Regions from separate parts of the Mus musculus genome. Here region 1 is linked to region 2. The links are chromatin contacts, called in public promoter capture Hi-C maps. All regions are on one chromosome and are shown on one strand. Each heading gives the region's core, a stretch centred on a gene start, on an enhancer-like site or on the middle of the called end of the contact. The rest is flanking DNA. Distances are from core to core; before and after follow the strand shown. Region 1 overlaps Steap2 (six transmembrane epithelial antigen of prostate 2). Region 2 overlaps Cdk14 (cyclin-dependent kinase 14).

What was found. Capture Hi-C pulls out chosen DNA fragments and counts their contacts.
Region 1: a promoter capture Hi-C map of pancreatic islet shows a contact between it and region 2. The contact joins two enhancer-like sites. A contact is called at or near these places in 1 of 39 promoter capture datasets (pre-B cells), 1 of 115 datasets of contacts at active chromatin or transcription factors (bone marrow-derived macrophages) and 2 of 9 other capture datasets (liver and pancreatic islet).

Annotation. Positions count from the first base shown.
Region 1 is chr5:5,682,602-5,687,078 of GRCm38.p6, reverse strand. Steap2 (six transmembrane epithelial antigen of prostate 2) reads left to right here. Exons shown (of 6, transcript NM_001103156.2): 2 at 3,662-3,787; 3 at 4,024-4,477. The coding sequence starts at 4,057. The region is part of intron 1 of Gm40262 (a long non-coding RNA gene); the gene reads right to left. Among named protein-coding and RNA genes, the nearest start is that of Steap2, 9.2 kb to the left of the region's middle. Within about 2 kb of position 2,373, at least 24 of the 459 cell types and tissues checked have an H3K27ac peak or open chromatin away from gene starts, as enhancers often do. A contact at or near this core is called in pancreatic islet, where this site is marked.
Region 2 is chr5:5,126,694-5,131,116 of GRCm38.p6, reverse strand. The region is part of intron 6 of Cdk14 (cyclin-dependent kinase 14); the gene reads left to right. Among named protein-coding and RNA genes, the nearest start is that of Gm30151, 240 kb to the left of the region's middle. Within about 2 kb of position 2,621, at least 5 of the 459 cell types and tissues checked have an H3K27ac peak or open chromatin away from gene starts, as enhancers often do. A contact at or near this core is called in pancreatic islet, where this site is marked.

The sequences.
Region 1 (4,477 bases), core at 1,124-3,623, 560 kb before region 2:
CAGTTTTACAAACCAATCAAAGAGACAAGGGCTGCTTAAGATTGCCAACAGAGACAACTGTTATCACTACCCTTTCCTGAACAAAGGACATTGGTTATATAAAAGTAGGGACGAGACACAGGAGTTAGCATACCTGAGACCATGGGAAGCCATATTCACGCTGAGACATCCCTGGTTTAAACTAGATTGCACTTGTGGCACACTCATCAACATGGTGCAGAAGCCACACGTGAATTGGGAGTCGTTGGTAAATACAAATTTATTATCTTTTGCACATATGACACACAGGGCCTGGAGAGATGGCTCAGGCGTCAAGAGCACTGGCTGTTCTTCCACAGGTCCTGGGTTCAATTCCAACATACACATCGTGGCTTACAACCAGATAAAACTCTAGTCCCATGGGAGCCAATGCCTTCTGGTGTATAAGACTTACATGCAGACAAAACACCCATATACATAAAATAAATAAACCTTTTTTAAAAACTGAAAAACATATACAAAAACAGCACATGCACAGAGAGTGAGAGAGAGAGAGACAGAGAGAGAGAGACAGAGAAACAGAGGCTATCCAATTCAAGTAAGGGAGCATGCATCATGCAATGTTCCCTCCTGGCTTTCTAAGGTATATTCTGACCATATACTTTAGTTTTTTATTATAAGTACATCCAGTCACTCCCCAATGAGTGATTTTCTCCTGTGTAAGCGTGGTGCCTTCCTTTGCTTTTTATCTCTGTGCACAGAGCACACAGTGGCCGGATACACTCAGAGTGAGCCACTGTAGAGCAGAGCTACCTTGAGACTATAATTGCATCATCCCTTGTCAACTGAGATGTGTAAATCCTGTATTTTTTTGTGTCTTTTTTGGCCTAATTGAATAAATGTCATCAAGAGCTCTTGTATCCACTTGTAAGACAGTCAGGGAAAGACTCAGAGTATAGGATAAACAACTTATGAATGATGTTGATGCTGCCTCAGCATCAGATATTATCCATTATGGGAGATGGGTTGCTCTTGGGTCCAAATGTGGCTGAGCCCAGTGGGATATGAGCACACTCTTTGGCCCTTTTTCTTTTCTTCTCTCTAAAAACCAAATGTGCCTTCAAGGTGGCCACAGAATCTCAGAAGAGGAATAATATATATTGCTCACCCACCTGAGGATTTAAGATAATACTGTGAGTAAAAATACTGTATGAGCTATGAGATTACACACAAAAGTATGGTGTATGGTTTCAGCAATAAATGTTTTATATCTTAGATCCATGAAAGGTCTCTGGGGCTGGCAAGGCAGCGAATTGGCTAAGTGCTTGCTGTGTAACTCTAGTGACCTGAGTTTGATCCCCTAAGCAAACAGTATAAACAAAAAACTTCAATCTCCACAAAGTCATCCCTAGACCAACACACACACACACACTAGGTAATAAAATTAAAATCTCTCTCTGATACTTCAATCAATCTTAGAAGGGGGGAACAAAACACCAATGGAAAGAGTTACAGAGACAAAGTATGGAGTAGAGACTGAAGAAATGACCATCCAGAGACTGACTCACCTGGGGATCCATCCCATAAACAACCACCAAACCCAGACACTGTTGTGGATGCCAACAAGAGCTTGCTAACAGGAGTCTGATATAGCTGTCTCCTGAGAAGCTCTGCCAGTGCCTGACAAATAAAGAACTGGATGCACACAGTCATCCATGGGACTGAGCACCGGGTCCTCAATGAAGGAGCTAGAGAAAGTACCCAAGGAGCTGAAGGGGTTTGCAGCCCAATAGGAGGAACAACAATATGAACTAACCAGTACCCCAGAGCTCCCTGGGACTAAACCACCAACCAAAGAGTACACATGGTGGGACTCATGGCTCCAGCTGCATATGCAGCAGAAGATGGCCTAGTCAGACATCAATGGGGGGAGAGGCCCTTTGTCCTATGAAGGCTCTATGACTCAGTGTAGGGGAATGCCAAGGCCAGGAAGCGGGAGTGGATGGGTTGGTGAGCAGGGAGAGGGGATAGGGGGAGGGTGTTTTTCAGAGGGGAAACCAGGAAAGGGGTTAACAATTAAAAATGAAAATAAAGAAAATATCCAATTAAAAGAAAAAAGAAAAATTATCTCTCTGAGCGTGCACATCTCTGTCTCTCTCTGTGTGACTGTCTGCCTGTCTATCTGTCTTTCTCTCTCTTACACACACACACACACACACACACACACAGAGAGAGAGAGAGAGAGAGAGAGAGAGAGAGAGAGAGAGAGAGACTATATGAAACAGTCTCATTTATTAGGCTAATTTTTATTCCTAGCCACACTACACTGTTAGGGTCCAGTTAGAACTTGCCATTAGGAATACTATGTGATTAAGGTCCAAGCATGTTTATACAAGTGTTACCCATTAATAGATATAAAAGTTGTGGCTTTCTGAGAGGTGCCATTGTTAGGTTCTAAGGTATTTATATACTTCTCCACACTCTGGTTTAGAACCGTCTAAACTTTTTTTTTTTTTTAAGAGGCAGATAATTTATTAACTTTTCATGTTTTTAGTTGGAAAAGGCCTTATTATCATGATTATTAGATTAAATGTTTTGTAGTTCTTCCATGAGAGATGCTGTAGTGTATACTGAATAGCTCAGTACTGGTGGGAATGCCTGGCTTTTCTGAGTGAATCCAGTAGCACTTTTCCTCCTTAGGTGATGTGAATAAGAGAAGGAGATGGTAAGTTGTTCACCCTTCATTTGGAGATGGAATGAGTGTTGGTTTCATTCGGTGCCTTTAACTGCAGATTCACAGGGTAGTCAGCACTACACTGATGTGATGTGTACTGTGAGGTTGGCTTTGTAGGAACAGGTTGCCAAGGACTACCTGAGAGCCCAGAACTGCACCGAGGGAGAGTGGATAATTACACTTCCTGACTTGAAAGGCGTGAAACAGACGTGTAATAGGTGTAAAGGTGGTGCATTTTCTCCCTTCACGGAATCAAAATTAGACATTAAGATCACTAAGTAATGCTGAAAATCAGTGAAATAGCCAAAGATTGCCACCATTTTAAATAGAGGACCTATGTTATGGGATACAGGGAGAATGATAAACTGTCTGTGGTGGTCAGCTGACTCTTTACTAGGTTGTTGTTTTTCTCTTTTTATTTTATTTTATATTATTTTATGACACAGGGTCTGTGTAACCCTGAATGGCTTTGGAACTCACTACATAGACCTGACTGGCCTCATACTCTTGTAGATCTACCTGCCTCTGCCTCCTGAGTGCTGGCATTAAAAGTTTGTGCCACCATGGCTGGCTCTTACTAGATTTTGATACCTGCTTTTCTTTAATATTGTTTAAATAGTGGCATTAATTTTATTGTTGGCTGTTTTATCTTAGCCTCCTTTAAAATCTGTAGTTAATCAGGTATATATGAGATAGCTCACAGATTCTACCCCCAGATGATTGTCTAGTTTGGGTTGTATTGCATGGAAATTTGTTTTTATGGGTTTTCTTTTCTCTCTCTCTCTCTCCCCTCTCCCTCTCTCCCTCTCCCCACCCCCCTCTCTCGGGATCAAGGTCCTTTTCTCTGCTTCTGATGTCATTTCTGATTTGCCACCTGATGTGTTGATCGCATGCTTGCTAGAGCTGATTTTGACAAACATTCTGAGTGAAATTCCTTCTTTGCCCTAGGCCTTCCTCGCTACACATAGGCAATTCCACTGTCCAGCAGCATCTGCCGTGCTCTTATAGAAATGCAGCCTCCAGAGCCTCCCTGCAGGCCCTCTGAGTGAGAAGCTACAACTTAAGATCCCCCAGGTATTTGTATGTGCCCCATTTAGCTGACCGATCACCTTTCTGTTTATTGTTCTATTTCTGAGATCTGCTCTAGCATACAAATTGTGCTTGCTATGTTCGGGCTACATAGCATGTCGAAATATTTTGTCTTTAGAGATGTAGAACATAATTACAGTGTCTAGAAGTGGGGTTTTGTTTTGTTTTTTGTTTTTGTTTTTTTATTTTTTGATGAACATTTTTCTCTCTCTCTCTTCTAGGTCATTCCTGGTGCTCTTAGACGAGTCTCTACCATGGAATCCATCTCTATGATGGGAAGCCCTAAGAGCCTGGAGACGTTTTTGCCTAATGGCATAAATGGTATCAAAGACGCAAGGCAGGTCACCGTGGGGGTGATAGGAAGTGGGGATTTTGCCAAGTCTCTGACCATTCGGCTTATTAGATGTGGCTACCACGTGGTCATAGGAAGCAGAAATCCCAAGTTTGCATCAGAATTTTTTCCTCACGTGGTAGACGTCACCCACCATGAAGATGCTTTAACAAAAACAAATATAATATTCGTGGCTATCCATAGAGAACATTACACCTCCTTGTGGGACCTGAGACATCTGCTTGTGGGCAAAATCCTCATTGATGTGAGCAACAACATGAGAGTAAACCAGTACCCAGAATCCAATGCAGAGTACCTGGCTTCATTATTCCCGGACTCCTTGA
Region 2 (4,423 bases), core at 1,372-3,871:
GGTGCTTCTGTAATGACCTAATATGAAGGTATAGCTCTCTGTATTTCATGTATGGTTTTAAGACTTGAAAGAGAAATATGATACCATTTAGAACATTCAGTTGCAACAGTGCTAGTAAAAAATGTTCTTCTACTTAAACAGAAAGCTTAAGCAATGAATTTGTTGATAAAAACAACAAAGTATATTGATAAAATCAAATGAGTGCTACGTTGCTGTGTTTAATAGTATGATGAAAAATGTAAGGCATAGTAAAGTCTTAATATGATTATAAAAATGTATTTTGCCCCTAATTTCATAACTATTGTGTATTGCTTTAAATCGTAAAAGAGCAAGAAATCTTGAGCATCATTTTCATTGTGTGTTTAGTAATAATGATGTACAAGAAGAAGCAGTGTGGGCATGGTGGCGCAAGCCTCTAATGTCAGCACTCAGGGAGCAGAAGCAGGCAGAGATCTATTAGTTCAAAGTCACCAGCTCTACACAGAGAATTCCACGACAGCTAAGGCCACTTAGTGAGATCCTACCAAAACTAATTAACTACTTAGTTAACTGACTAGCCAACCAACCAAACTAACTCGAAAAAATTGAATGAGCTTACCAGATATGGACCAAATTTCAATTTTGCAAGATACATAGGTTTTAGCAATTAACTACATGTTGCCTAAAGTTATCAATACAATATTATGCATGAACAGTTAAGAGACCAGATAGTACATAGACTATTCTTTTCACCAAAACCATGAACAAATGAATATAAACAAAAGGCTGTGAGGATGTAGGAGATGGCCATGGCTACTCCCTTTGTTGCCTTGTTTGTGGTGATGGTAGCATGGTTATGTGCACTCATGTCCTGAGCCCTCAAAAACATGTGTTTAAATTGTATACAAATGCTAGTATATGAATTACTGCTCAAAAACTGTCAGTGAAAGAAGGAAAACCAAAAGACTATAACTAATCACAATAGGAATAGAGGTAGTTGTCTTATTAATTCTGCTATGCTCTATCCTAAGACAATATGGCCAAAAATCATATCATACATGATTGAAAGATCACCAAAATCAACATAATGCATTTTCACAGTTATGCAAATTTTATAAAACACACTCAGAAATGTCCATTAATTTGTGAAATTATGATGTTTGTTGGTCTAACATCTTAAGTGTTGGTTTGGTTCTTCATGCATTCATCTCTAACCAGGGCTCCATATAAATTAGTGTAGACTGTAGAAGACAGATGTATGAATTGAACACTGTGACATTCCCCTCATCAGTGGCAGAGGCACTGTGCTGAGGGCCCATCCCTGTAGGACAATTGTCCTGATTTCTAAATGAGCCAAGTTTAACAAGGGTAGTGATTCCCTCCCTATCTAGTGCATGCCACAGTGTCTGGTATATTAGAAATCTCATTAAATATTTTTGTATACACATTGGCCCCCTGAGAGACAGAGAGAGACAGAGATAGAGACATAAAAAGAACAGTGACTCCCTCCCCATCTAGGGCATGCAAGGGTATCTGGTATATTAGAGATCTCATTAAATGTTTTTGTATACACTGGCCCCCTGGGCGAGAGAGAGAGAGAGAGAGAGAGAGAGAGAGAGAGAGAGAGAGAGAGAGAGAGAGAGAGAGAGAGAGAGAGAGAGAGACAGACAGAGAGAGAGAGACAGAGAGAGAGACAGAGACAGAGACAGAGAGAGACAGAGAGAGACACAGAGAGAGGCACAGAGAGAGAGTCACAGAGAGACAGAGAGACACAGAAAGTCAAACAGAGAGACAGAGAGAGGCAGAGACAGAGAAATACAGAAAGGCAGAGAGAGAGACAGAGAGAGGCAGAGACAGAGAAATACAGAAAGGCAGAGAGAGAGATAGAGAGAGACAGAGAAAGACAGAGAGAGAGACAGAGAGAGACAGAGTAAGACAGAGAGAGAGACAGAGGCAGACAGGAAATATAGAGAAGTGGGAAGAGGAGACAAAATTTTTATCACTTTAACTCACATTTAAGAGAGTTTGCCTTATGAAACACCACACATATATTACTTGGGGGTCTTGTGCAGCCAAAACATGACATGTGGCTTCAGCTCTGCCAACTAAACAAACAATCCTGGCTCATCATTCCAGTGTAGAACATTGTTTGCCTAGTTGATTTACATTCCAACAATATTTCCTACATTTAAACTTTTTCTTCCAAATAAATGTTCTAAGTAGAAGTTACAGAGCAAATCTGATGCTTTATCACTCAGAGCAGCTTCATCAACGGGCTGGCTATGGATACATAGTCGTGTCCAAGGAATTAATGAATCTTTTTGTTCAAAATGAATGTGCAAGTCAGAGTTCCCTATTGCAAAGCAGAAACTCTCTGGCTGATTTAATCAGGACATCTTGTAGTAGGTATTGTGCCTGACAGCCCTGCTTATTATACTTTAAAACAAGAAAGATCAGGTGATGCTGGGCAGCCAGAACCAGAGCAGGAACCATGGCAGGGAGTGTCCCCTGAATACTCGAGGCCATCAGAAGCATTTAAAAGAAGGTTTCACCTCTCACTTGCTTGTATGACTTCCCTAGGTTAACAGATGTTACTGTTTGCTAATGTTGTCAAAATGTCAAATTAACCTCTGCAGCCTCCTTGCTTATTTGGGTTGTTCATATCCAATAAGCCAGTTTTGTTTGTTTAGTTGGCAGAACTGAAGTCACATATCATGATTTGACTGCACAAGACCCCCAAAGTAATGTGTGTCTAACCTTTTGTAATGGCAAAGAGGTCCTGTTTCATAACAAGATTCACAGAACAGGCTGGTAGTAGTGCACACTTTTAGTTTCAGCACTCAGGAGTCATAGGCAGAAATCTCCATGAGTTCCAGGCAGTCAGCACTTTATAGTAAAACCCTATCTCAAAAATTAATTAATTGCTACATATGTGGCTGGAGCCATGGGTCCCTCCCTGTGTACTCTTCGGTTGGTGGTTCTGGGGGGGTACTGGTTGGTTCATATTGTTGTTCCTCCTATGGGGCTGCAAACCCCTTCAGTTCCTTGGGTCCTTTTTCTTGCTAGCAGAGGATGGCCTTGTCAGTCATCAATGGGAGGAGAGACCCTTGGTCCTGTGAAGGCTCGATGCCCCGGTGTAGGGGAATGCCAGGGCCAGGAAGCGAGAGTGGGTGGGTTGGGCAGCAGGGGGAGGAGGGATAGGGGGTTTTCAGAAGGGAAACCAGGAATGGGGATAACATTTGCAATGTAAATAAAGAAAATATCTAATGAAAAAAGATTAAAAAAATGAACTCTCAAAGCACAGCAATTTTTTCAGCATACATCAGGCATCCAGGGTAGAATATAGTACCCCTGTTCCATCTCATATGTAAGCACTAGAATAACTTTATTACCCAGTTACAGCTAGGGATGTGAGGTGAACTGCAGCTGACATACCAACAGATCTTCCATTTATGATCTTTGTGAAATCATCTAAACTGTAGATAGGCCAGAGTGAAGCTAGCCTTTTAAAGGTGACTTAGAATAAATCTCTACCTCTATAGATATACAGGATGATACTAAATATTGGCAGAATTCAAAACTGGATTTCGCCATTCAGGTTTTGCTTATCTTCATTCTAGTTAAGTAAGGAACCCACTCTTATTTAGTCGTCCCAGGATTTGATTGATTGTACCAGACCCTAATGAGATCTTAACAAACAGAGCAGCCATGATGTCTGCTTGGGAGATACTGTGACATTCTGATTATATTTGCTTCATCAGCTTTCCCCAAACCTATTGACCATTGAACTGACAACATCAGGGAGAAAAGTCAATTGGGTGTGTGAGAGGGGGCTGTCCTTGACCTCTTTCTCCTTGTGTCTGAGTTAGTAATTCTGATAAAAAAGTAGTGATGATGTGTTTGGCCAGTCTGTGTCAGTCACAGGTAGGGCCCATAATTAACAATTAGAGCGATGTAATCAAAGGTCAGAAAATTGTCTGGTGAAGTCAGGAGTCCAGCCTTCAAGGTAAATTCTGTGTCAAACAATGCACTTGACTATTTTCTAAAGGGCAGTTTAGCTAAATATAGGAAAAGACAGTTCAAGCACGTTAACTTACAAATGATTCGTGTACAACAAGACGGCTAATTTCTTTGCTCTAGTGTGAGCTGGCACTGAGATGAGACAGCAGACAATAGACAGTGTAGGTTGTGTGCCTGTTGACAGGAACTGGAGCAAAGCAGAGTTGACACAGGTTGGCTAATAGGATGGCAAGGTTACAGAAGTGAGAGAGATGAGAAGCCAACAGTAAGGAGTGGGTGGCGCCGGTGTTCTACAAAGTACATGGAAGCCACATACAAGAGGTCTAGGAGGCCGATTTTATCTGTTTTGGAAGGAATATTACAGTGCTCTGTGTCACTGCTTTGCATCTTAGAGCATAACAAGTACTTTATTATTAAATGTGTT